Regions from separate parts of the Mus musculus genome. Here region 1 is linked to region 2. Evidence: chromatin contacts called from public HiChIP or PLAC-seq data. All regions are on one chromosome and are shown on one strand. The core of a region is the stretch at or near the end of the contact, and the rest is flanking DNA. Distances in the headings are between cores, read along the strand shown. Region 1 overlaps Evl (Ena-vasodilator stimulated phosphoprotein). Region 2 overlaps Setd3 (SET domain containing 3).

Region 1 (6,486 bases), core at 1,061-3,560, 460 kb before region 2:
GTGGCTTACAACAATAAAAATGCATTATCTCATAATTACACTAACAGTAGGTGAGAAGTCCACCGGGATCGGATTTCAACATGGATCTCCCTAGGTTAAATTAAGACGGTGGAAACGGTACACTCCGCTCTGGAGGCTCTGCAGAAGAGTTAGCCCCTTCCCTTCCCTCTCCTACACAGTACCCACATTCCTTGGTCCATGGCTCCCTCCATTTTGAAAGCATGCAATCCATCATTCTGACCCCTCTTCTAAAGTGACCTTTCCTTCTGGCCATGCTTAAGGCAAAATCTGCTTTTGCTTTCTCTTGGGATTTTGTTTGTTTGTTTTGTTTTTTGTTTTGTTTTGTTTACTTTTCTTTTCAGCTGTCCTTAAGCCCTATGTAGCTGAGAATCACCTTGAACCCCTGAACCTCCTTTCTCTACTTCCTGAGTGTGAGGATGATAACATGAACCACCAAGCCCAGCCCAGCATGTTCTTTAGGTTCATATGCATGTACCTACATGTGCATGCATACATGTATGTGCACATGTATACGAGGCAGAGGGCGATACTGGGAGTCTTCTTTAATCACCCTCCACTTCAGCCTGAGACAGGCCTCCTGGAGCTTTCCTGATCCTGCCACACACTGCCTGGCTTCAGTGGGCTGGACCCCTGGTGTGAGCCATCCTTGTTCTCTTACCATCCTACCTTGAACCTCCAGCTGGAGATGTAGCCTGATCTTCCTGGATCAGAGTTCTTCTGTCCTTAAAGGCAGAGCCAGGGAAACACTTCCATAGGCATTTATCCATCAGGGAACCCCTGTAGACACACTTACTTCAGGTTCTCTGGTCAAATGAATTTGCAAATTCAGAAGTTAGAGCTTTGGATGGCTCAGGTCTTCTCCTCAGGGAACCTTCCATATCATCCCTATAAAATAGGAGGTTCCTATCTAGTAACTACAGCTGCATTTGCACCCCTGTATCTATAACTTCAGCTTGCTCATAGCTCCTTCCTCCACAAATGTACATGCTGATATTTTGTTTCACTTGCTGCTCTCACTGTCTACCTCAACAGGAGCCAGTGGAAAGGCACTGCCACAGGTTGAGTGGCTCTGCTGCCTTGAAATGTCCTTTGTAGTTAAGGCTAATCTCAAACTCACAAAGATCCATTTGCTTCTACCTCCTGAATTCTAAAATTACAGGCCTAGCAAGCTCACTACTTTTGAATTGAGCCTCATTCAAGGTCTAAGGACATGGGCAGAATACAGACATACATTCTCCCCAGAATATCACAAGAACGGACTCTAGCTCAGGTCCTGACAAAGTCCTTGTTCGGCTCTGAAACTTTATGAGCCAGGCGATCTTAGTTTTGAGACAAGGTCCTCTCTGACCCTGGAACTCATCATTGGCCAGGATGGTTGGTCAGTGAGCTGCAGGGGTCTGTGACACCTCCTTAACCCCTGAAGTGGGCTTACAGATGCATACTGCCACACCCACCCTTTATATGGATGCCAGAGATCTGGACAATTCAGATCCTACATGCATGGCAGGTACTATATCGACTGAGCCATGGTGCGGGCCTGCAGTTCTTTCAGGTTTTGGTCTTCTGGGCTCCACCAGATGCCCACTAAGTTCAGTTTATAATATTCTGGGGCTTCTTTAGTCTAGAGCGCTACATTCTGAATTCTCATTCCTCACACAAGCCAGTTTCAAAAGCCTACAAACCATGTGGTCAGGTTTATCCCAGGAATGGCCTCACTTCTGAGTGCCAGGTTTTTGTGTTGGTTACTCGTGTTGTTGCTGTGACAAAACCCCTAACAGGAGCAACCCAAGGAAGGGTTTGTCTGGCTAATGGTCTAAGAAGGGATCAGTCCAGGTGTAGTGGTACACAACTTTAATCCTGGTACTTAGGAGGCAGGTAGGTGGATCTGTGAGTTCAAGGTCAGCTGGTCCACAGAATGAGACCCTGCCAAACAAATGAACAAACAAAGGGAGAAAGTCTTTTACGACAGGAAATGGCAGACCAGTATTAGGAACCTGGTCATACTGTGCCACCTGTCAAAGAGTAGAAAACAGACAGGAAGTGGGGCCAGGGGATAAAACCTCATGGCCTACCTCCAGTGATCCACTTCCACCTAGTGAGGCGCTACCTCTTAAAGTTTCTATGACTCTCTCAAACAGGACTATCAGCTGAAGACCACAGGTCCTAACATACTAGCCTGTGGGAGATATGTCACAGTCAAACTGTGGTGGGTCTCTTAGCTCAGGTTGAGCTGACAGCCCCACATGCTGCCACCCTGCACGGCTCTGACACCACCCTTCCTTGCTTAGCTCTGCAGAGGGCAATCTGAGCTGGCTTCTAGGAGTGCTCTCACATGCACAGACAGCCACTAGGCAACAGCTCCAAAGAGGGAAGCCCTTTAAACAGAACTCAGTTGTCTCTGCTCAGACCTGCTTCCTCTTTTTCTAGTTCTTACTAAGCCTAACTCTATGTGACCTGGAATTTCAGGATCTGCCTCCTGTGAACCAGTTAGCTTAAGTTCCACCTTCTTCCCTAAAATAGAAAAGCAAACAGAGGCAGAGGCCTCTAGCCACTGTAGGGCTTATCATGATATTTCTTCTCAAGAGTCAGAGTCCTATACACTGTCTGACGCCTGTTTGATTCAGTACCCATTGTAGATTTTGCTCATTTTACAGATGTTTTCAAAGTAAGTCACTACTGTCACTTCATCAAGGAGAGTAGCAGAATCAGTTAGTTACTACAATAACAAAGGTTATTTTTTTCATTTCCTGAAGATATTGGCCTATGTGTAACCATCTCTGCGATAAAGTAACTTTCAGTTTCCTCTCCCACTCCCTCTCACTTTTACCTGGTGCTACCGTCTTTTCTGGTTTTAGTAAGCAGGTAGCTTGAGCGAACCTTCTGGGAGACCTTTTAACTCAGTCCTAGAGCTTTAGTAATACACTTAGCAGAATTATGAGAAGGAGCAGGAAAGGAAAAGAGCTCTGGCCTGCCCTTGCTTTATACATGACTTCCTGGTTATCCCCACCTTCACTCTGGCTTCCTCATCTGTTCATTGAAAGGAATGGCTTTATTAAAAATTCATGGATTGGCCTTGAGGTGGTTAGCAGGTAAGAACTGACTCTCAAAACGGTTGTGTGTTCCATGTGCCCCCTTCCCACATACAAAATAAAAATAAAAACTATGCATAACAGGTCTTAAGTCAATCATGTAAAGACAACAGAACCTGTTGGGAATATAGGATAAGGGATGTTGGCACCAAAGAAGCAGTTTAGTGAGGAAGAAAGCCGTTCTGTTAAGAAAGCAGCATGTAATGTAATATGATGAACCAGCACAGAGCTTAAGATATAAGGTACCAGCAGGATTAGGGTAAATGGTGACCCCACAAAGGAACTTCAGAATGAGTGAAGAGGAATGTACCAACACCTGCAGCAGATGAACCAAGGCTGCTGGCTCTACTGTGTCAGCACAGAAACATCTACTTGACCTGCAAAAGGCACTGTCAGATTCTAAAGAACTTGGGAGTTTGCTAAAAACAAATCAAGAACTAAACCCAAAGCCAGTTCCCTTAGGAAACTTCCTTGAGAGACCAGCAAACTGGCTAGGGACTGTTCATCTCACCTTGGTGGAACACAGATGAGATTATATCAGGCCCCTAGAACCTAGAACAACTGACACCTATTAAAGACACCAAGGCACCACTGACTTAAGAGCACAGCACAGAGACCCTAACACCTGCCAAAATGAGAACAAAGACCTAATCCAGCAGGTCTATAGTTCTGGGAAAGTCCTTAAATACACTGACCTTGTTGTTTGGCTTCTGTGGCTCTGCCTACTGGTAACTGATCTTGCTAATTGAAGTGTGTCAACCAGGATATGGTTTTTGTGCATAAAAAGACAAGATCAGTTAAGGCTGATGGTTACACAATTTGGGCAAGTTCCCCAATGTGGCCCCTGGCCAGAGAATAAAGGCGTTCTATTGGCTTCAAGAGTCCATGTGTTCTTTGAAGGACTCACTTCACAACAGCATCATGTTAGTCACCTTTCTATCATTATAACAAAATGCCTGGACACTGACTACTGAAGAGACTGAACTCATACTTTTGAAGGTCTGGTCTGTTTGTTAAAACTTGTTTTAACTCAAATCAGGCAGCCCCATTCTCTGGGCCTCTGGTAAGGGTGACACATAATGGCAAAAGCAGATGGCAGAGCAAACGACTTAACAGCCAGAAAGCCCATAGAGACTGGGAGTCTAGGATCCCTCCAAACTTTCCAGGACATGTCTCTCGTGGCCTAATGGCCTCCTCCTAATGGCTTACAACCTTTTCAACAACACCACTCTGGGATATCAATTTTTAACACTCAGCCCTCTGGGATAGCAACTACAGCAAGTACAGAAGGAACTTTGAATGATAGCAAAGGAGATCATTCCTGAAGAACTGGCACACCATCCACCTCTGTGGTAAAGGCAGGACACTTTAAGAAGGAAGCAGGGAGGTGTTAGAGTAAAGAGGGTAGAGACATCTTCACTCAAAATCTGCTATCTCCAATGCAATGAGGTTAGTTAGCAACATTCAGTAGGCCTTTTGATATGACAGTATTTGTGTTGTCATTATCTGTGTCTTAGAGTCTTAACTACACCTTCAAAAATCAAAATGGAATTGGACTTGCTGGAGATTCTTGTATTTTCAATGACTATCTGCTAGGCCTTTCTTCCAAGGTTTACATTCAAATAACTGCTAGCCAGACATGCTCACTCTCACAGCACAGTTGCAGCTCTTGCTGCAGGCGCTACTTAAGTGGACCAGCTCTGTAAAGACCAGCTTACTGTAGTGAGAATTTTGGAATTTTGTTTTCTTTAAACACAGGGATATTATAAGAATGTGTTTTTGTTCTAATCTGATGTATGTGGATATGGGGCTTCTCCAAACTGACTGCAGCAGTAGACTATGATTTGCCTCATGATCTAGCAGAGTCATAGTTTTGCTAGCTGCAGATAGTGTCTGCTATTGTGTGACAGTTGGAATTCTAGAACTTTTCAGAGGGTAAATAAATGCTAGGGCCCCAAGAGGCTGATTGGTGGTCATTGGGGGGGGGGTGTTTGCGGTTGGATGTGGCTTGTTAATAGTTGTGTTCAAAGAACAAAGAAATTATATTCAGGGTCTCTCTCTCTCTCTCTCTCTCTCTCTCTCTCTCTGTCTTCCTCCCTCCCTCTCTCCCTCCTTCTTTCTCTCTTATTTAGTGATGGGGGGGGGTTAAAACAGGGGGGGTGGGGGGGGTAGAATAAAGGATGGGAAAAAGAACTCACAAAGCAGCAGAGACCAGCTATAGATTACTAAACATCCTAGGCAAAACTCAATGACCCAAACTCTCAAGCATCCATCCACAGCCTGGGGGTTGCCCTCACACACTTTCCCTCTTCAGCTACAGAACTTGGAGAATAATGTGTAAACAGCCAGATAAGAAGACACTTGAGCAATTCTGTAGGGAAATGCAACTTGTCTCTTCAGCCATCTATGGCCCACGGCTTTGGGCTCCTGAGGACACTGCTTTGATCTGTCTGCACATGCTCCCTTCATAGTTATGAACTGACAGTAGGGCTTCTGTGCCTTCACACCTAGTTATCCTCCCTCCTGAAATAACCGCCATCTACCGGCAGTCAAAATTAGGCTTGTCTTCCAGGATTCTACTTGCACGCTTTACCTCATCAACAGCATTTACTGAAGAAAATGCAGAGAGCTATCACAGGCACCGTAATATCCACTTCTTCAAAGAACGTTGTCCTTTGGTAGAGGATACTGTTCAGTCATCTTTTAGTATCCATTTGCTCCAGCACAGCTCTTGAAACACATGGCACACGTTCAGAATCTCAGTTAGGCTCTTCTGCTGGGAGGACTGGGACTCAAGAAGTACACAAGTACTTACGGAGAAGGACAGACATGGAAAAGGAGAGCTGGGCCTACCATGGCTCAGGGCAGCCCCACTCCTAACCAAGGCCCTGCTAAAGTCATCTGCAACATAAGCAGGTATGACTGGCTATGGTAACAGAATGCCCAAAGACATAATGAACTTTCAGGGCGAGTCACGTCTCAGAGAAGTGGAAGCACCATGAAGAAAGACATAAAAGGAAACAGCAGTGACCTCAACCGTGAGAAGCAGAACTTTCCAAAGCAATGGGCATGCTAGTGGACTTCTCTCCGTTGGAGAGAAGGAAAGTTACTTAAAGCATTAAGTGGGGGGAAGCAACAAGGAGCAATGTAAACCAACTTTTAGCCTTCACAGAGCTCAAGAGGCTCAGCAGTCTGGGCAGTAGAAAAACAAGAAACACAACACCCAGAAAGAGTCAAAGAACTAACAAAGACAGACAAGCAAAGAGCCTAGAGAGAGCAGCAGCAGAGCATTGGTTTCTCTCTAAAAGGCATCTTGGAAGGAAAGAAAAATAGAGATAAAATATTTGGATTTTATCAAAATAAATAATGACAGAGT
Region 2 (6,975 bases), core at 1,125-3,624:
CCTTTATTTGAAGGATGGTGTAGATAACAGAACATTGGGTTTGATGCAGCAGATAGAAAAGGTAGAGCTAATCTCAGCGTGCAGGTCTATCCTGCTGGCAGGGAGCAGGGAAGACAGCCCAAGAGTTAGCTCAGGTCACTGCTTCTGAGGGCATGCACGGTAGTCAAAGAGATAGCCTGCTGGCAGGCTGGAATCAAGTTAGTCACATGATCACTAGTTCTTTCATAGATGTCACCTGCTCATTTAGATGATAGATTTTTACCACAGAGGGTCATTTTTTGTCAATGACCAGTTTATATAGTTCCGACAAAGACAGATTTCTTTCCCCCAAGTGTAACTGATACTCCATTGTGTTCAGCCTGCTTGCCCAGTTGTCATGGTCTGGCTTGTCACTTGGAGGAAGAGATGGATACCTTTCTGTTTCTTCAGGTCCCTCAGTTTGTCAGCTATTCCTCACTGAAGTTAAAGTAATTAGACCTGGGCAGGCAGTTACTAGAGCTGTAGAGCTGCAGGCTGATCTGGTTGGTTCCCTCACTTTACTGATGGCATTCAGACACTCCTGATGCCTGCTGTATGGATGCAGTAGTCACTGATGGTGTTCATGCTGCTGCTTCTGCTGACTGCCATGGGGGAGGCTTGAGTTCAGGGTTCATCCACTCACAGTCAAGAAGCCAGGAGTTAACCTCAGTGTGCTTATAATTTAACAGCTCAAACCTTTTATGCTGAAAGACAATCAGATGGTTTAAAATTTAGAATTATTGTTTAAATTTCTGGAAAAATAGTCAATATTTTTGTGGAAAGGAACTTTTTTGAATTCTCTAGTTACGCTGCATTTATATAATAGTCCAAATTGTTCTGTAAAGAGATTAAAACTTAGATCTATGTTTCTGTTGGTACTTAAGTAGCTACTGAGTCAAAATCCGTTCTTTGAACTGCTTGCCTTGACTTCTTGATTCCTTTGAGTCTATGGCATAGAGCACCTCCATTGATTCCGGAGTGTTGTGCCAGTTGGTGGGTACCAGCCACACTGGTGTAAGTTATTGTAGCATGGCATGCTGGTCTAAGTTATTATGGTGTGGCATTCTGGGCCAAGCCAGAGTGTGCTTCTGGTAACTGTCAGTTCCAGTTAAGCTGGCACCACGTGAAGCCAAGGAAGGCACCACCATGAAGCACCTTGCCAGTGCTGGGTTTGGGACAGAAAATGTTGCCCTGTGTCTTTCTGTTTCCCAACCCATTCTGTGTGTACTTCATTGTGATGTTTGATTCTCATGGTCTACAGAATAGTTAGTGAAATGGGGAAGGGATTGTTTCCTGTTCTTCTATACACATTGGCTGGCTTCACCCCCTCAGGTGTATTTTACAGCTGAAAGCTTGGAGCAGGAAGAAGCACACAAACAGAACCTCCTTCAGAAGACACAGCTGCCAAGTTGGGTCAGTGCAAACTACATTGAGAAGCAGATGGTGCTGGGTCAGAGTTAGGTTTCCTAGGCAAATTGCCAAATACCTACTATCAAAAGTGTTTATTCTAGCTGTACTTATTTCAAAGCAGCATTTTCAGGAAGAACTTAATTAAAGTATCCTGGTGGCAGGGAGCAGAAGAAGGGCTGTAGAAGACAGCCCAAGTTTTAGCTCAGGTCACTGCTTCTGTGAGGGCATGCATGGTTGTCAAAGAGATATTCTGCTGGCAGGCTGGAATCAGGGGTTTATACTTTTGTACAAGTTAGTCACATGGTTACTAGTTCTTTCATAGATGTTGCCTGCCCATTCAGCTAATAGATTTTTACCAGAGAGGGTAATTTTTTTTGCCAATGTCCAGTTTATATAATTTTTTCCCATTTTAATTATGAATGCAAGTCATGTTTTTGCAACTGAATGTCATCTATTAGTACATATGAGTTATACTGTGTAATAATGCCTCTACCCTGTCACCTCCTCCTCTAGCATGGTCCCCAAAGTATGGTCTATTTAGTTCCCTGTATAGATTAGAATGGGAAATAATTAAATGGTGGAAGTTATCAGTAGTCACAGTTGTCCCTTCTTGCCAGTCAGCCTGCAATTAACAGTTATGTTTGTTTCCCTGTCTGTTACGCAGGGAGGTGGCTGTTTGGCTTGCTAAGTAGTCTATACTGACTTAAAAGGGCCAGGCTTGAGGGTCCTGTACCTTCTATAAACTTCTGGGTGGTGAATGGAGACAGGTGGGTGGACTTACAGCAAGGCCTACTTCTGTAGGTGCCAACTGAGAGTGAAACTCTGCTGGTTTCCCTACTAGTCTGTCTGTCTGTCCTCCCGCCCTCCTCCTCTCTCCCTCCCTTCCTTCCTTTGTCTAAAGTAATACTTATTGTTGTGGTTGCTGTTTAGGCCTCACTTCTGCTTCTCCCATGATAGTTCATATGCTATTTCAGTCTAAACTTCAGGGGAGAGTATCTTTCACTTACCCTTGTGCTATACAGCTAACATTTCTTTTTGTTAAGTTTTGTTTTTCGGTTTTTCGAGACAGGGTTTCTCTGTGTAGCCCTGGGTGTCCTGGAACTCACTCTGTAGACCAGGCTGGCCTTGAACTCAGAAATCCGCCTGCCTCTGCCTCCCAAGTGCTGGGATTAAAGGCGTGCGCCACCACGCCTGGCTCAGCTAACATTTCTCATGAGAGCAAGGGGGAAAGGGATAGAGAAAGAGTAAGTGCATAGGTGCTTAATTTAGCATATGTTTACATGAATATGTAGAAGGAGTATTAGTAATATTTGGTCTTTATAGGACACTGGTGAGTGAGTACCTACCCCCTCTCCCCCCACACACTCAGACTGTTAAAGATGTGCTTGGTACCTCTTTGACAGCTCTGTTTAAAAGTTGGAAGCAACAGGCACCCAAGTTAACTGAATCACAGAATGAACCATTGTGTGTAGCAAAGTTTTGAATCACAAGTGTGAAGTCTGGGTAATCATTTCAAATCCACAAGGTTAGGGAGATCACACAGCATAGATGAATTTTGAAGTGAAAACTGTCAAAGCAGAATTGGATTTAGGAAACGACTTTACTACCTGATTCTTTCAGTCATCCTTCTTACACTGTACTTCCTTGCCCTCTGTCTTCTGTTACTTGGGCATTTGGAGAATTATCTCTGCCGCTTTGCTTTGGGTGTGACTTAATTTCTGGTCTCAATGCTGAGACCTGTAGGCCTGGCTTTCCCTGGTTTTGATGTCCTTCACATTGGTCACTATTGCCTACCCAGGGGATAGGGGAGCTTGTTTACTCAAGTGCCTTTATGTTTAGAGTCAGCCTGGATGGTGCAGCTGATCCATGGCTTCAAGCTGGGGTCTGCTGCTTGGTGCCTCTGGTCTCTTGGCCAAGTCACAGCATCCTCTCAGCTTCCTAAGAGCTGGAGTCCTCAGTATCGACCTTACTAAGCTGTGGTGGCCACATGGACAAATGCTTGTGGCCCTTGTCGCAAGTATCCCCTTTCCCCCTGAGCTTCCAGCTGTGCTTGGTCATAGCTCTTCCTTTGGTACCAGAAACAAATAATATCCTGCTTAGCTGCTTTCAGAGAGAGAAAACCACAAAAAATATGAATGTATTTCCAGAGGTTCTGTTATTTAATATACGAAAGTCTTTCCATATATGCACAATGGTCAAGCTGTGTCTCACCCACCCTGTATAAATGTATATTTTTACTTTAGGAATTGTCCTCATTTTTCAGTAGAACTCATGAAACATGAAGTCATTGTTTCATGACTGTGTATAGTTTGTATATGAGAACCCCGACACTTACCTTTTGAGTGGAACAGATTAAGAGACTGCCCAACTTAGAATCCTGTGCTTTCGGGAGATGTGTTCTGATGAGGAACCAGACAGTTACTCTCCTTCCCTTTTGTAAGTGGAGATTCTGTGTGGACCAGCGCTGATTACTTCCTGTCTCTTAGAAGCTGCAGGACTGTGGGAGGGAAGCAGTCCAAAGAAACAAGAGACCAAATCCTAATATAAACCAAGCCTTTATCATCTGTTAATGACCTTGCCTTTGAACTTTCCTCACTGATTTTCATAGGAGTGATAGCTTCAAGAAAGAGCTTAGGATTCCCTAAGGCAGCCCCTGTTGACAGTTTTTGCAGGGTCTCAAAGTATGTGGGAAACGATACCAGAAGCCTAACGAGACATGGCTGTGTTCCAGAACACAGACCAACCCATGGAGCTAAGTAGTGTAAAGGATAGTTAGAGTGAAGCCAAGCAGGTAGAGTAGGGTGAACTTGCTGGGAGATCAGGTGTTAAGTTGAGCAAAAGAAACCTGTACAGTATATAAACAAGATTGTGTATGTAAAGTTCAAGAAGAGGAAACTAGTAAAGGGGACTAGAAAGAAGGAAGGTAAGCTAGGTGATGCCTCTGGAGATGCTGTGGATTAGAAAGAGCCTGGTAGGTGGTTGGGGTGCACTGGATGGTCTCCTCACTTTACTGGAGGTGGAAACTGTGTCGCATGTGGATAAGTCAATGAAGCTGTGTACAGTCCAACTGTGGACAATAGTGGAAGAGACTGGAGTCAGGGAGAGAAGGGTCGAGCTTGGACTTTGGGGGAGAGAGAAGGCGTGCGGACATACACACACGCACACACACACTTCCAAAGGTTAAATTACTGACGGGGTTTCCAAGTTTTATCTTTAATACATTTGTGTCTATCAGTGTTTCTAGAAGCTGGCCACTTTTGGACTTAATTATTTTATTTGTATTGTTGTACTTAGCTGTATGACAGTTACTGCCAAAGAACACTGGTGCTTTCACACCACTGTGACATAGTTAATGGTCTCTCACACAGAATAGGTATTCGACCTTTTCTGTGTATCTCCAGGGAATAGAAGCTTGGGCAGCACCTGTAGGATCACCCATTACAATTCTGAGAATGCTTTACTTGACAGCTTAGTGTAGTATCCACTGTGGAGCAACTGCTCTATGCTGAGCTCTGAGCTGCAGGGTTGGACTTAGGAATATAAATAAGATATAGAGAGTTCCCTCAAGGAGCCTGGTGTCCCGGGCAATATGGAGAGGACTGGGCTTTGCGTTAGTCTTGTACCACAGTAACTGAAGAACATTCAAGAAGTTGCAGGGGTGTGAAGGACAGAAAACTATGACTGGGACCACTGGAGAAGCTTTTAGGGGATAGTAGTTTGAGAAGAAGCAGCGATGAATGAACACGTGACAGGTGTTGGGCGAGGACTGGCAGGAAAGAGGTGGAGGGATGTATTCAAAGGTATAGGCAATGAGTACTAGGACTGGGAGCCTTTGGACAGCTGGCCCATAAGGTGCTGTAGAATGGGATAGGGGAGGAAGGGATGGTTTAGTGCAGAGAGGGGTTTGGCCATGGAGAGACACAGACTGTTGTCAGAGCCTAAGCAGGAGGGATGTAGAATGAAGCACTTAGGTGTGAGCTGGGTAGTGACTGCAGTGCAGGGGTTGTTTTGTGATGGATTTAACCAGTATTTAAACCTGTTGGTCTGGAAGAACTTTTAAGGTCTTTTGACCCTGAACTACCATGTGCTTCCTGGTATATAAATGGAGGCAGTGTGGGAGTGATGCTGCTCAGTGTAAATTATAGCTTAAATTTCTTACCTGCTAGGTGACCTCAGACAGAGAAAGGACATGATCATCCGGGAAGCTGATCTTAACTCGGTGGTGCCTGATAGAGGGCAGACACTGAATATAGGGAGGTTGCCGTGGCTGCTTGAATGAATCCTTGCAGGTAGGCTAACACACCAGTGAACTGGGATGTTGAGGGACACAGGATCTAGGAAGTAAAGTCTGTTTACAGTCCTGGCATCACTAAACCACTTGGGGAGGAGCAACATGCTTTTGTAGGCCATTGCTGTTAAGAGCAGAAGGGTCTAAGAGCTGTTTCTCACAGTGCTGATCTTGAGTCATTTGGAGAGTCACAGGATAGCAGGTCTTGACAATAGGACTGGAGCCAGAGACCAGTTGCATGTCACCAATAGTGTGCTTCTACAGTTCTTGCAGGCCAACAGGTCTGCTATATTTGGAAGTATGATTAAAAAGTTATTACTACTGGGAACCTTGGTGGCTTTCATTTCTTACAGGCTGAGTTCTGTGAATCTTTTTTTGTTTTTGTTTTTGTTTTTTTGTTTTTGTTTTTGTTTTTGTTTTTCGAGACAGGGTTTCTCTGTGTAGTCCTGGCTGTCCTGGAACTCACTCTGTAAACCAGCCTGGCCTCGAACTCAGAAATCCGCCTGCCTCTGCCTCCCAAGTGTTGGGACTAAAGGCGTGTGCCACCACTGCCCGGCTCTGTGACTCGTTGTAGACGTACCATACCTCCATGGATCTGGGTGGGCTTGATTCCCACAGAAAGGCTTGGTGCTCTGTGTAGCCTGTGTCATTGTTCTTAGTTAAGTGTCAGTGATGATGGAGAGGGAGCACCTGCCTCCCTCTGGGACTCATAGGAAGAAGTGCTTAAACTCCTCCTCCTGCCCCTGCCTATCTTTTGATCTCAAAGCAGCTCCTTGCTTTTAGTTTCCTAACTGTTTCACATGCTGTACTGATGCCCTAGTATCCAGGGTGACTGACAGACACCCAGCGCTTCACACCCTTTAACTAGATTGAAGGTACGCTGCGTGTGATTGGATGCATTAGATGTGAAAGGGAAGGTGGGATCTCTTTGTAAAGAATGCTTTTTTCCTATTTTAGCACCTGCCTTCTTTGTGTGGCTGGTGAATCACATTCTAAACTTTGTCCTATCACGGTTCTTCATAGCAGATAGTCATTTCTTTCCCTTTTTGATGTTGCACATTAAACCCAGGTTGTGTCCTCTACCATTAAACTCCATGCCCATTATAACATCAACCCATTCATCTAATTATTATAATAAGTGACCAAAGTAGGCATTGTGTCTTCCCTGAGAATGGTCTAAGTCATCATCCCAGGGCTCCACAAATGGAGTGTCACTGGGGTATCCTGTGCTACCACAGTGAACTTCTTTCTAAACAATT

What was found. HiChIP or PLAC-seq counts read pairs in DNA pulled down with a chosen protein or histone mark.
Region 1: an H3K27ac HiChIP or PLAC-seq map of bone marrow-derived dendritic cells shows a contact between it and region 2, with 2.5 times the contacts expected there. The contact joins two enhancer-like sites.

The regions. Positions count from the first base shown.
Region 1 is chr12:108,627,220-108,633,705 of GRCm38.p6, reverse strand. All of the region lies in intron 1 of Evl (Ena-vasodilator stimulated phosphoprotein), which reads right to left. Among named protein-coding and RNA genes, the nearest start is that of Mir342, 28 kb to the left of the region's middle. Within about 2 kb of position 2,310, at least 97 of the 459 cell types and tissues checked have an H3K27ac peak or open chromatin away from gene starts, as enhancers often do. A contact at or near this core is called in bone marrow-derived dendritic cells, where this site is marked.
Region 2 is chr12:108,166,015-108,172,989 of GRCm38.p6, reverse strand. The region is part of intron 1 of Setd3 (SET domain containing 3); the gene reads left to right. Among named protein-coding and RNA genes, the nearest start is that of Setd3, 9.8 kb to the left of the region's middle. Within about 2 kb of position 2,374, at least 52 of the 459 cell types and tissues checked have an H3K27ac peak or open chromatin away from gene starts, as enhancers often do. A contact at or near this core is called in bone marrow-derived dendritic cells, where this site is marked.